Linked DNA regions of Mus musculus: region 2 is linked to region 1. Evidence: chromatin contacts called from public Hi-C data. All regions are on one chromosome and are shown on one strand. Each heading gives the region's core, a stretch centred on a gene start, on an enhancer-like site or on the middle of the called end of the contact. The rest is flanking DNA. Distances are from core to core; before and after follow the strand shown. Region 1 overlaps Gucy2g (guanylate cyclase 2g). Region 2 has its middle 13 kb from the start of Gm32144.

What was found. Hi-C and Micro-C count contacts between places; a contact is called where the count stands out from the background.
Region 2: a contact with region 1 is called in a Hi-C map of the N1E-115 cell line, with 3 times the contacts expected there. The contact joins two enhancer-like sites. A contact is called at or near these places in 3 of 15 datasets of contacts at CTCF or cohesin (embryonic stem cells, large pre-B cells and pro-B cells), 14 of 484 Hi-C or Micro-C datasets (B cells, the Ba/F3 cell line, the G1E-ER4 cell line and 9 more) and 1 of 9 other capture datasets (embryonic stem cells).

The regions. Positions count from the first base shown.
Region 1 is chr19:55,204,390-55,210,459 of GRCm38.p6, forward strand. Gucy2g (guanylate cyclase 2g) reads right to left here. Exons shown (of 21, transcript NM_001081076.3): 15 at 5,823-6,000; 16 at 3,474-3,614; 17 at 1,763-1,955. Among named protein-coding and RNA genes, the nearest start is that of Mir6715, 15 kb to the left of the region's middle. Within about 2 kb of position 2,577, at least 8 of the 459 cell types and tissues checked have an H3K27ac peak or open chromatin away from gene starts, as enhancers often do. A contact at or near this core is called in the N1E-115 cell line, where this site is marked.
Region 2 is chr19:56,251,126-56,257,195 of GRCm38.p6, forward strand. No RefSeq gene overlaps it. Among named protein-coding and RNA genes, the nearest start is that of Gm32144, 13 kb to the right of the region's middle. Within about 2 kb of position 2,631, at least 26 of the 459 cell types and tissues checked have an H3K27ac peak or open chromatin away from gene starts, as enhancers often do. A contact at or near this core is called in the N1E-115 cell line, where this site is marked.

The DNA.
Region 1 (6,070 bases), core at 1,327-3,826:
GAAAGACACCTTGGTTCCTTGTTGAGCTAAGGCTTAAAACCCTGGAGATCTTGAAGGGATGGTAGGCGTTTTGCCTGTTGCCATGCACCAGGCCTGTCACTAGCCACAGCCCCCCATAGATTTGTGGTCATCAGGCACATAAGGGCAATGCTCCAAGCCCCTCTACAGGTAGAGGATGTAACCTGTGGTCATGTAGACTCAAGACAGGTCTCCATTTTAATGAGGTACCAAGAGGTCTGGAGGGCTTAGCTAATAAGCTTTGTGCCCACATTTCTCCCTGCCAAAGGTATTTAACATCAGGCCCACCCTGAGAAGGGAGGGGGGGACACAGTCTTACTCATCCACTTTCCACCATGACAATAAATGTCTCAAAATCATGGACTACCTCTTTTCATCAGGATCTACTGTGGGGAGCCATGGAGAAAGCTTTCACCTATAGACCCACCATCTAATCTTCCATAGAAGGCCTCTCTATGTTCCCAGCCACAACCAAGGCAAGCTCAAGCCTGCTGCTGCCATCAAGCCAAGAACTCCCACCATGGGACCACTCCTCCCTCTTTCCCCCTCCCCCAAGCCCTGGGCTAGATCCAGCCCACTCCACTCTCAGCTCTTCTGCAGCTCCCAACAGTGCCTAGGTGTCCAAGAGCCTGAGAACCAAACGGCCCCTGGCCTCATTGCAGGCCTGGGACCCCCAGACTGAGCTTCCCCACCCCCAAACCCTGGAGCAGTGTCCTGGGGCTTCCCAATGGCCTAGCACCCACCCAGTGACAGTGGTGGGTAAGGGTGGTCTAACTTCCTGCATCCTGCCTCCCCGAGCAGCTGAGCCCTGTGGCAGAGCAGACATGGGACACATAACCCTACACTCTTCCATCTCCTTCTCACTCTGGGGGACCATGTCTATATGGCCCCTTTGTGTAACACTGTACAGGCCATATCTGCTATCTCCCACTTAGCCTGGATCATACCAACAAAAATGAGATCCACAAATCTAAAGGTAGCAGCTTTGAGCTTCCCAGGATCTGAAAGACATACACTCAGTACTGGCCACTGCCTCCTTTCAAACATCTTTTCTGCGAGATTAAAATAATGGGCTGGGCGTGGTGGCGAACGCCTTTAATCCCAGCATTTGGGAGGCAGAGGCAGGTGGATTTCTAAATTCGAGGCCAGCCTGGTCTACAGAGTGAGTTCCAGGACAGCCAGGGCTACACAGAGAAACCCTGTCTCGAAAAAAACCAGAGAGAGAGAGAGAGAGAGAGAGAGAGAGAGAGAGAGAGATTAAAATAATGGGCAAAGAACGGATATTCATAGCAATGCAGTGCGAGTGTGGAGGACAGAGGAAACCTCAGTTGTCATTCCTTAGCCACTGTGCACCTTGGTGTTTGAGGCAGACTCTCTCACTGGCCTGTGAATGAAGATGCTTGGCCGTCAGATCCCAGCACTCTGCCTCACTCTGCCTCCGTGGGGCTGAGAATTTAGCACCACGAAGCCCTGCTTATTCCTACATGGATTCTGATGATCAAATTCAAGTCTTTCAGTTTGCGAGGCAATCACTTTACTGACTGAGTCATCTGCAGCCGCCACCCAGTGACTCCGGACAAGCGTGCACATTTGTGGCTAATCAAGACCCTTCCGGAGAAGATGGACAGAAATCAAGCATCGGGGTTCTGCCATGGATTGAGACGAGCTGAGAGGTGGTCTGTCCTCAGCCTGGAGACAGCAGATGGGGAGTCTGTGCATCACAGCCCAGGGCACCTCGGCTCACCTTGTATACATCATGGCTCTGTATCGTGTGGTCAAACAAGCTGTACAGGTCGTTGAGGAGCTTCACCACTTGCAGGGGGGAGCTGAGGGAACACAGCTTTGTGAACCCCACGATGTCAGAGAAGAAGATGGTGACAGACTCAAAGTGTTCCGGTTCTACAGACTTTCCGGCTATTAGCTGTTCTCCCACGAAGCTGAAATCAGAGAAAGGGTAGATGGGTCTTAACAAACTCATGCTTGTTTCCGCTTCCAAGGCTCTTGGCAGAGCCGACCCTCTGCAGCCCCTTCGGCTTTGGTGAGCTAGGTTTTTACTTATTAAATTTGCCATATAGAGGGACTTAATGACACGCATTTATTCACTTGGTGTTTTCTCTACAGAGATTTTTAAGTGGTGGCTGTAATCCGCAGGAAAGGGTGGAAATCGGGGACAGGTCACAGCCCATAGGTTGAGAACTACTGCTCTAGAAAGGTATGGGCCATTAATCTCAGCACTCAGGAGACAGAGGCAGGTGGATCTCTGTGAGTTCAAAGACAAACTTGTCAACACAGTCAGCTCCAGGGCAGCCATGGTTACATATTGAGACCCTATCTCAAAATAAAGAAAATAAATAAATATTCCCCTCTTCCACTCTTCTGGTGACATGCAAATGCACAAACATTTCAAAAGTAAATGCTTCCATCTGGAGGTCAGAGGATGCATAGGTGGAAAGAGAAACAACGTTGAAGCTTTTTTTTTTTTTTTTTTTAGTTGATGCCACAGGCACATTCTGAGCTAGACAAAGGAGACATGAAGCTAGCCTGCCATCTAGTGGCTATATCCTGTTACTGCATTCACCACTTTCCACATAAACCACACTTGAATTTTCTGTGGTTTGTTTGCCTGTGTTTTCATTAATAAGGTGAATCGACTTGCCAACTTTTGCACATACATACGTACATACACACATACATACATATACATACATACGTACGCATATGCATATATATGTATGTATATATATATATATATATATATATATATATATCCCTTCCTCAGTCCCTCCCTCCATCTCTCTCCCCCTCCCCCCCCCCTTCTCTCCCTGCTTGGCCCCCTTTTACAAAGCTTGATATCCTCTTAGAAAAAGAACAATGGAAATATGTTGCGTTAATTTTTTTTATATAAACCCATTGCACATTATCGCGGGTTACAATGTGCATTGCTATTGATATGCGGGTGAGGGCAGGCAAAGATAAGGCTAGAAGCCTCTGATTGGGCAGTGGGAAAAGAAGGCGGGCTGAGAGTTTTAGAGATGAGACAGAGAGGGACAGAAGAACAGAGAAGATCACAGGTAGCTATGAATGTCATAGGAAAGATGGATTAATATACAGGACAATTTGTCCAGTCTAGGTTGGCTCTCAGTTCATTGTGTGGGCATTTCGTGGGTTGAGAATTTACTGATATAAATCTGACTGATAAATTACAAGCCTCTAGAGTTTTACTGGGTTACAGGGATTTATGACAGCTAGCCACAGTGGTTGGATGACAGAAAACTGTGCAAACTGCGGGAATGAACCGCGGGAATGGAGCCGGAGAGTAGCAGGCGATAGCAAGGATTGCTTATTTTTTAATTATTACACACAACAGAAATATTTTTCCTGCTCAGAGACACTAAGACAGGGCAGCTTATCATCCTCGGGTTGTTTTTGGCCTGCCCAACACTGCTCCTAAATACCTTGGCAACATGGTAGACAGGAGTTTCTCCACCTTTCTTTTCTCTGCCACCAACTCGCGGGTCCGCTCCTCTACCACTTCCTCCAGGTGATTGGCGTACGTTTCCAGCTTCCCCATCATGCTATCCAGGATGCTCACGTGGCTTTAAAAGAACGCACGTGTTAGCGTGCTCTCCCAGGAACCATCGGACCACAGTGAACACACAACTCCTAAATACCTATCCCACAGAGACATTTCTTGCCTTAGTTAGGGTGTGCTACTGAGGACTGCCCGTGGCAGTAGCGAGTCCCCGGCCCTGAGCTGAAGCGGCGCCCTTGGTTCCTCTGGGCCTCAGTTTACTCCTCTGAAAAATGTACCTTGTGTGCGGTTTTCTTAGGATTTCTGGGCGCGAACGTGTATAAACTGCCTAGGGGTGAGTCTGGCGGCCAGCAGACATTCAACAGTGGACTTGGATGACTCGTCTTCACTTCCCAGCATGCTCCTTGCCATGGTCACAACGAAGCCAAAAGGTACAGACTGCAAACTGGGACATTTCTCAGACTGCCCAGCATGGATCTGCGGGACTGCATTCCAGAAATGCCCCCCATGAAGTTGCTTATGCTGCTCACCTTTTAGATGAGAAGACTAAGACTCAGGTAGGAAATACGTTTGTCTTAATGTTGGGATCATATTGTCTGAGTAAAAAGTCAAGGACATATCTACCAATCCAAGATACATTATGTTAGTTGGCAAAGTATACATATATTGAAACATTATATTTTTATACCATTAGTACCGATATTTCATGTACATTAAGATAATATAAAAATCAGCAATTAAAAAACTATTGTGACCTGGAGAAGAACACAGGCTTGTTATGTTAACCATGCCAAGTTAACAATTTTCTTTTAATTTCTTAAAAGATTTATTTATTTATTTATTTATTTTATGTTTATGAGTACACTGTAGCTCTCTTCGGACATACCAGAAGAGGGCATCAGATGCCATTAGATGGTTGTGAGCCACCGCTTGGTCCTGGGTATTGAATTCAGGACCTCTGGAAGAGCAGCCAGTGCTCTTTCCCACCGAGCCATCTCTCCAGCCCCACAATACCAAGATAAATGAACAAATTAGAAGTAAACACTTTCGAGCCAGGGTTCTTTCTGCCTCCTCAAGTTAAAGTTAAACATTTAATGTGTATTAAATATTATAGCCTCCAGTTCAGGAGTAGTGACGCGCACCTTTAATGCCAGCACTGGGGAGGTAAAAGCTGCCATGAGTCTAGGTCAAGCTTGGTCTACATAGGGAGGTCCTAGGGAGTTCCAAGCCAGACAGAGCTACGTAGTAAGAATGTGTCTCAAAAAAAAAAAAAAAAAAAGGAAAAAAGAAAAAAGATACTATCATGGGGGTGGAGAGATGGCTTGGTGGTTAACAGTGCTTTCTACTTGGTTGCCAGCATCCAAAAAGGCAGCTTACAACTGACTGTAAGTCCAGTTCCCGGGAATCTGACACCAACTTCTGGCATCTACTGACACACATACACATAAATAACTACTGTTTTAGATGGTACTATCAGCCTGATATGTAAGATGCTGGTACTGTAAAGGGGATTTGAGAGGTAGGTTCGATAACCAACTGCAAGGTTGGGGTTAGCCCAGTGGTAAGCCCTTGCCGAACACACACGAGGCCCTGGATTTGACCCTCACTCAGCTCTGTAGAAGAAAACAATTCAGTGATAATCTGGAGTTGGTACGTGACTTTTATCATATTGTCCAACACCAAATCAGTAGTTAGGATCCTTAGAATAAGAATTTGAAAAATATACTAAGGCAGTGTCAAAATGGCCTGGGGAAAAGCCTTGACTGATGAGAGATGTCTGAATGGGCCCATGGCATTGCTAATGTCTGTTCCTCGTTCACAAAATGGACAGAACACTTGAGCACTCCACCTGAGCCAGCGTGTAGAACTTTGCATATGGTGGACTTTAAGTGGAAATATGATGACGGGAGAGAAGAGAGAGGAGGGGGGAAGATGGAGAAGAGCCACGAGAGGAGGAGAGAGAGAAGGAGGCAGGGAAGGAAAGGAATGGAACAGAAGGGAAGGGGGTGGGAGGAAGGGAAGTAGGGGGGGGGAGAAGAGTCATACAAACTGTTACAACAACATAAATGAACACTGAGTGCATCTGACTAAATAAAGGGAGCTGGTGTGAAAGGGGGTGTGCACATGATCTGGTAATTAGGTCTAGAAAAGCAAAATTATAGTCTGGGTGTGGCTGAGAGTTTTGGAGAGGGTTGAATAGGCGACATGATTTTTTTTCCAATTCCCAATGGCTACATTGGAGAAGGAATAATCTACTGCACATTTAACTTACCCTCTGGGACTGGCTTCTCGTAACGTCTTCTTGATGGAAGGGAAGATGGGCCTTAGCTCTGGAGATTCATCCCAGCACTCCCTCACTAGGGCCACAATCCTTCCATCACCTTTATCCTCCAACAGGGACGGCCGAAGCGGAACGGGTGCCCGGGGGTCTTTGATGCGGCTGATGATTTCTGAAACCCATGAGGGGTTTGGATAAGCAAGCTAGTCTGATCACTCAAGACACAACTGTCTAAATAGTGA
Region 2 (6,070 bases), core at 1,381-3,880, 1.0 Mb after region 1:
GAGGTTTTTTTGGCCTGTGTGAGGAAGCCTGTGGGCAACCTAGAAAGGCCAAGTCTCAGCAGAACACAGAGCCTTCCTCAAAAGTAGTGTGTCTCGGGGTTGTCTCTGCCTTTTCCTCCTCCTAAAGTCCTGTCCATGTGGAAGCAAAGGGGCCCAAAGCCACGAGGATGAGACAACGGAGAGACGCTGTGTGTGCAACAGGCCACAGCTGTGAGGCTGAGGGAATGGAGAGGCTGACTGTGTGCATGCAATAGGGGCAGGCAGATACCCTGCTCTCGCCAGGGAATCCTATTCTATCTGTTAATAGATGATGAGTGTCTTCCATAAGTTTCCAGCTGTGAGTGACAGGGACTCTGGGTCTGCAGAGAGCTGGCAGCCTTTGGCAGAGAGTTTGCCTTTGGCCTCTTCAGGCAGCTCCTGCCTGTCTTTCAAGCAATCGAAAAGGCCTCGCCATTCCAGGGACAAGCAAGCACTGAGCTGAGGATGGGCGGAGAACTCCATCACGCCTCTGGGAGAGAGGAAAGTTTTACTGCAGCAGCACAGAAGTTCTGCTGTGTACTTGGCTCCCTGCTGACCCAGCTAATGTTCGAACTTTCAAAGAACCAGGTAGGAGTCTGACAGGCTCGCCAAGAACAGAGAGGAATCAAATCTTCCCTGAGAATCTTGCAAGATAACTTTTTTTTCTCTGTTTCTGAAGGGACTTGGGTCCAAGTTTTTGCCTGGGGAGAAACTGCTCTCAGGAGCTTGGGGGCAGGAAGAGAGTGAGTCCTGCCTGAGAGGCCCCCTGAGGGTAGAGGGAATTCCAGCGGGGACCCTAGGCAAGGCAGCATTGTGAATAATGAGCCCCCTGTTCAATCAGAGGTGGCTCCAAGCGAGATACTATGCTGAAGGTTTTATGTGGGGACCACAGGTCACCATTTCTCACAGAAACATCCATCACATGAGATATTGCCAAAAGGTGCGTTTCTTACAATACATGGCATTTCATCATTGAGATTAGTTTATTTGACAGTGTGTGTGTGTGTGTGTGTGTGTGTGTGTGTGTGTGAGAGAGAGAGAGAGAGAGAGAGAGAGAGAGAGAGAGAGAGAGAGAGACCATGAAAGGTAGCCTTGTTCCTGGTTGAACTAAAGCTGGAAACCACTGTGATCCTAAAGGAGATGAAAGGCGTGTTTCACCGGTTCCTGCACACCAGGTCCCTGTCACTAGTCTCGGCCCCCCATAGATTTGTGCCCATCAGTCACTTAGGGGCAACGCTCCAAGCCCCTCCACAGGTAGAGGATTTGAAGTGTGGTCACATAGGTTCAAGACAGATCTCTATTTTTATGAGGTACCTAAAGGTTGGGGGACGTAGGCAATAAGCTTTCCTTCCCAGACACTCTTCCCTGCAAAAAGGTATTTAACCTCAGGTCCACCCTGAGAAGTGGGGTACACAGTCTTACTCATCCACTTTCCGCCATGACAATAAATGTCTTAAAACCATGGACTTCCTCTTTTCTTCATGATCCGCCTTGGGGAGCCATGGAGAAGGCCTTTGCCTACAGAGCGGCTGTCTAATCTGTAGAAGGCCTCTCTATGCTCCAAGCCAAGATCGAGCCCAAACTCAAGCCTACTTTTGCAGTCAAGCCAAGAACTTTCCTCGTGGGACCAGCTGGAGCTCCTCCTAACCCCACAACACACAAGCACACACACACACACACACACACACCGCCCTCGGGCCAGATCCAACCAGAGGGTCCCCACTCCATTCTCAGCTTTTCCAAGGCTTCCATAGGTGCCTGGGTGTCTGTGAGCCTGAGAACCAGACAGCCCCAGCCTTGGCCTCCTCACAGGCCTGGGGACCCTGAGCCTGCTCCAGCTCTCAGACTGCAATTCCCCACCTCCAGAGTTGTGTCCCTGGGCTGCCCTACAGCCCAGCCCTGTAGCAGAGCAGACTCGGGACCCCATAACCCTACGTGTGTGTGTGTGTGTGTGTGTGTGTGTGTGTGTGTGTGTGTGTGTGAAGATCTCATACTATATATAGTCCAGATTGACCTCAAACTCACAGTGATCCTCCTGCCTCAGCCTCTCAAGGGTTGGAACTACAGGTGTGTACCACCATACTCAGCTGAGGGGCAGTTTTTCCTTTTCTTATTCAGTGACAGATAAAAGCAACTGGGGGCAACTGAGATTTGTGTAACTCAGCGCTACTTCATTGCGATTTGAATGTGAAATGTCTTGCATAAACATCTGTATTCAGACGGGTCTCAGCAGGAGGCGTTTGGAGAGGTTATGGAACAACCAGACTGTGAGGTTTCGCTGGATGAAATCCATCTGGGGGGGGGGGGCTGGGGGGGGCCTTTGACGTGTTACAGCCAAGTTTCACTTTCTGTTCTTTCTGTGTTCTGCTTTGCAATGCCAGGAGCACTGAGCATGCGCAGCTACGATGTAGTCCCTGTAACCTCTGGATGGGTTAAACACTTTCTCTCTGCCTTTGTTTTTTTATCAGAGTATTTTATCACAGCAATGGAAGGAGATATCGGTCTTACAGATTGAGGACACCGAGGCTCAGAGAAACAGGTTAGGAGACCCGTCCATGGCCTCATGGCCTCTATCTGTACTTGAAATGGGCTACGCTTGCTTCCAGAGAGGCAGCAGGAGGAGAGCTATCCTTCAGGGTGGGGAGTGTCTGCTCTTCAGGCAAGCCTGAGAGGAAGAGGACATCGCAAGACTGCACGCAGGCTGGTGAGCTGCAGGGTGGGATAGAGAGTCAGGAGGACCTAGGGCGGGCTCCACATTGTCAGTGCTCAGCTCCCAGACTTCAACTGACTTTAAGACTCTGCCTCCAGCTTAGATGCAGTTGTTAAATAAATTATTGTATTGGTTAATGGCTGGATCCATCAGTCAATCAACTGGCTGATCAATCGGTTGGTTGACTTGGGGGTGCCATGGCACCTCTGTGGAGGTAAGAAAAGAACATATACTCTACTGTGTGGTCTCAGGTTATCAGCAAGCACCTTTGTCCACACAGCCACGTCCCTCGCCCAGATTCACTTTAATTCATGATAGCTGAATTGTCGACAGAAAACAAGCAAAACCCACAAAGGAAACATCCCCTGCAGATCAGACCAACTGTGACTGACGTTTCAGTAGAGGCTTCCGTAGTGGCAGCTGGAAGTGGAAGAATTCTGAACTCTGATGTTAAGAAAACACACTAAGGCTGGGCAGTGGTGGCGCACGCCTTTAATCCGAGCACTTGGGAGGCAGAGGCGGGCAGATTTCTGAGTTCGAGGCCAGCCTGCTCTACAGAGTGAGTTCCAGGACAGCCAGAGCTACACAGAGAAACCCTGTCTCAAAAAACAAACAAACAAACAAACAAACAAACAAACAACCCAAAAAACCCCACACTAAGTCCTGATCTTGGCTTTTGTGAATGTATGCATGCATGTGTGTTGTGGGATCCAACGACTGGACTCTCTCTGTACCCCAGGCTGGCCTTACTAGATGGGGATGCAGGCCTGGCATATTGCACTTTTTAAGGAAGTCTTAGTTCCTTGAACTCCCTGAGCCTCAGTGTGTTTGGTTGCAAAATGGGAACAGTAAGGACACCAGCCAGGAAGTGCAGTTGTAAATATTTCCTGAGGGTGAGGGGGAGCCTGGCGTGGCTTGTTCTCAGCAAATTGAAGTTAGGGTTTTATTATTGCTGCTGTGAGGTCATCTTGGTGATAGACAGCTCGGGACCTTTCTGTCCACACTGCTCCTGAGACCACAGGCATCATGTATTAGCCCCTCCTCCCTCTGCCTCCCCAGACCCCTGGGAAGGGCGGTGCCTGCTCTCTAGCGCCCCCAGGTGTTCATGATGGTAGTTCATGCACTTTGTTTTCTCCCTGTGCCTTCCTCTCGGCCAGAGATCTTGGGCTAAAGGATCAGGGCCAGGGAGTAAGTAAGAGCCTTGCCACAAACGGAGGGAAGGAGCGTTCTGGACTCTCCCAGGAGCTTCCTAGGGGATCAACCCAAGTGGTACTCCAAACACTTCCCCAAGCCCCAGGACTCCAAGATTCTCAGGTGTGCTGGCTCCGCGGCTCGGACCCTCTGTCAAGCTCCTAATTCAGTGACCTGTGAGTTCATCATAGAGGAAGAGGACGGGACTATGACGGTCACTCTCTGACATGAAACTTAGGGTTGTCCCTCTCCAACTCTGTTTATCTGAGGTGCCCACCTTTGATCTCCAATGCAAAGTCAAATGTCACCTCCTCCAAGATGCCCTCCTGGCTCTCGGACAAGCTCTGGAAATCCCAGAGGTCTTTTCACAAATGCACTAGAATTTGCCAGTCTGCCTATCCTACATGGTCCTCCCTCTCTTCCCTGACAGCACAGAGCTATAATATAGTAGACGCTCAATAAATACAGGCTGGACAAAGACATAGATGACTAAATGCCTGTTCCCGCATTCTGCTGGAAGTTGCAAGGAAATTATCCATTAGATCTTTGCATCTGCCTGCTGTGGCACAAGTAGTCTGAGATTAATGACAGCAGCCACAATAAAAGAAACAACATCCCTCCCCGCTGGACTCTTGCTTTATTGAGGCCTGGCTTACAAGTTGGATTTGGTATCCTTGTCTTTACTGCCCTCTTGTGGTAAAACATTGCTACTGCATCCAGGAAAGTTAGAAACTTCATTAAAAGCAAAGACCCTGTTTTTACCCCCTGAAGTAATGTTTTTAGAATTCCTGAATCAGTTCAAGCCAGGGTCCCACGCTCTGTATGCATCTGTGACCTTCAGTCCATATTCCCAAATTATAAGGGAACTGTAAGAATGATAAATAGGCCCAACCCTAAAACAGCATCATTATACACACCACATCGATTCTGGATTAGAGCTGTTGGATACTTCAGTGTGGCGGGGAAGGATGTGATAAGTATATAGCAAGTTTCTTCCAATCAAGACATTAAAATAACTGTAGAAATCTCATCCAAAGCAAGTGGCTGCAGATCACACCAACCATCCGGAATATACAAAGAAGGAGACTGAGATTCATGTAGTCTAACTCCCAAAGTTTGGAGCCAGACACTGGTCCCACCACACTGTCTAGTTGACTCTAAAAAGCTGCTTTCTCTCTGTGAATGCTGTTTCCCCAATATGGTTCAGCTGGAAAACCTGCTATACAGAGTTGTGACAGTAAGTGAGAATTTGAAATGACAGGGCCAGGACTTCAGGGTGCTGCTGGCATCCAGTGAGCTCTGATACAAACTAGCCATAACTACAATAAGTCCTTAACTGTCTGGTGCAGATCAACAATTGAAGGGAGTCAGATCTCACACACACACACCAGCCAATAAAATAAGGTGCTTGTTGATATGGTAGTCCATGATAAGTTGAGACAAGCAACTGTTAGAGGCTGCAGGAAGAGGCAAACATCCATTGGCTCTTAAACAAAATCTACTTCCATTTCTCCCTCTTCTATCCACGGTAGACATCACTAATCAGTAGTCTGCCTTTCTTTTACCCATGGCAGACATTATTCATCAATAACGTCTTCTTCCTATAACCGCAGCAGACATCACTAATCGATAGCTTCTGCTTACACTCATGGATACATTGTTAATCAGGACTTTCACGTAGACCATGTATCTATTTCAGAGTATACATCACAGAGGGCTCTAGGCACTTACAACAACTGAGCAGAGTGGGAAAATGTCAGACAATGGAAACTATCTTTCCAGGTCATGGCACCTGGGTAGATTAAAGCAGCACTGGGGAAGGAGGAAGGCATTTTAGCCAGAGGCAGTGGAGTCAGAAGAAGTGTGAGTGAAAAGGCAGATCTAAGAGGAAGAGGAAGTGAATTAAAGATGGGCTGGGTTATAGAGCCCTTGACAGCTGGCTTTGGAGAAGTCAGAGACAACAGGGAACCTCACACATCATTGGGCAGGTGTCTTAGTCAGGGTTTCTATTCCTGCACAAACATCATGACCAAGAAACAAGTTGGGGAGGAAAGGGTTTATTCGGCTTACACTTCCATACTGCTGTTCATCACCAAGGAAGCCAGGACTGGAACTCAGGCAGGTAGGTCAGGAAGCAGGAGCTGATGCAGA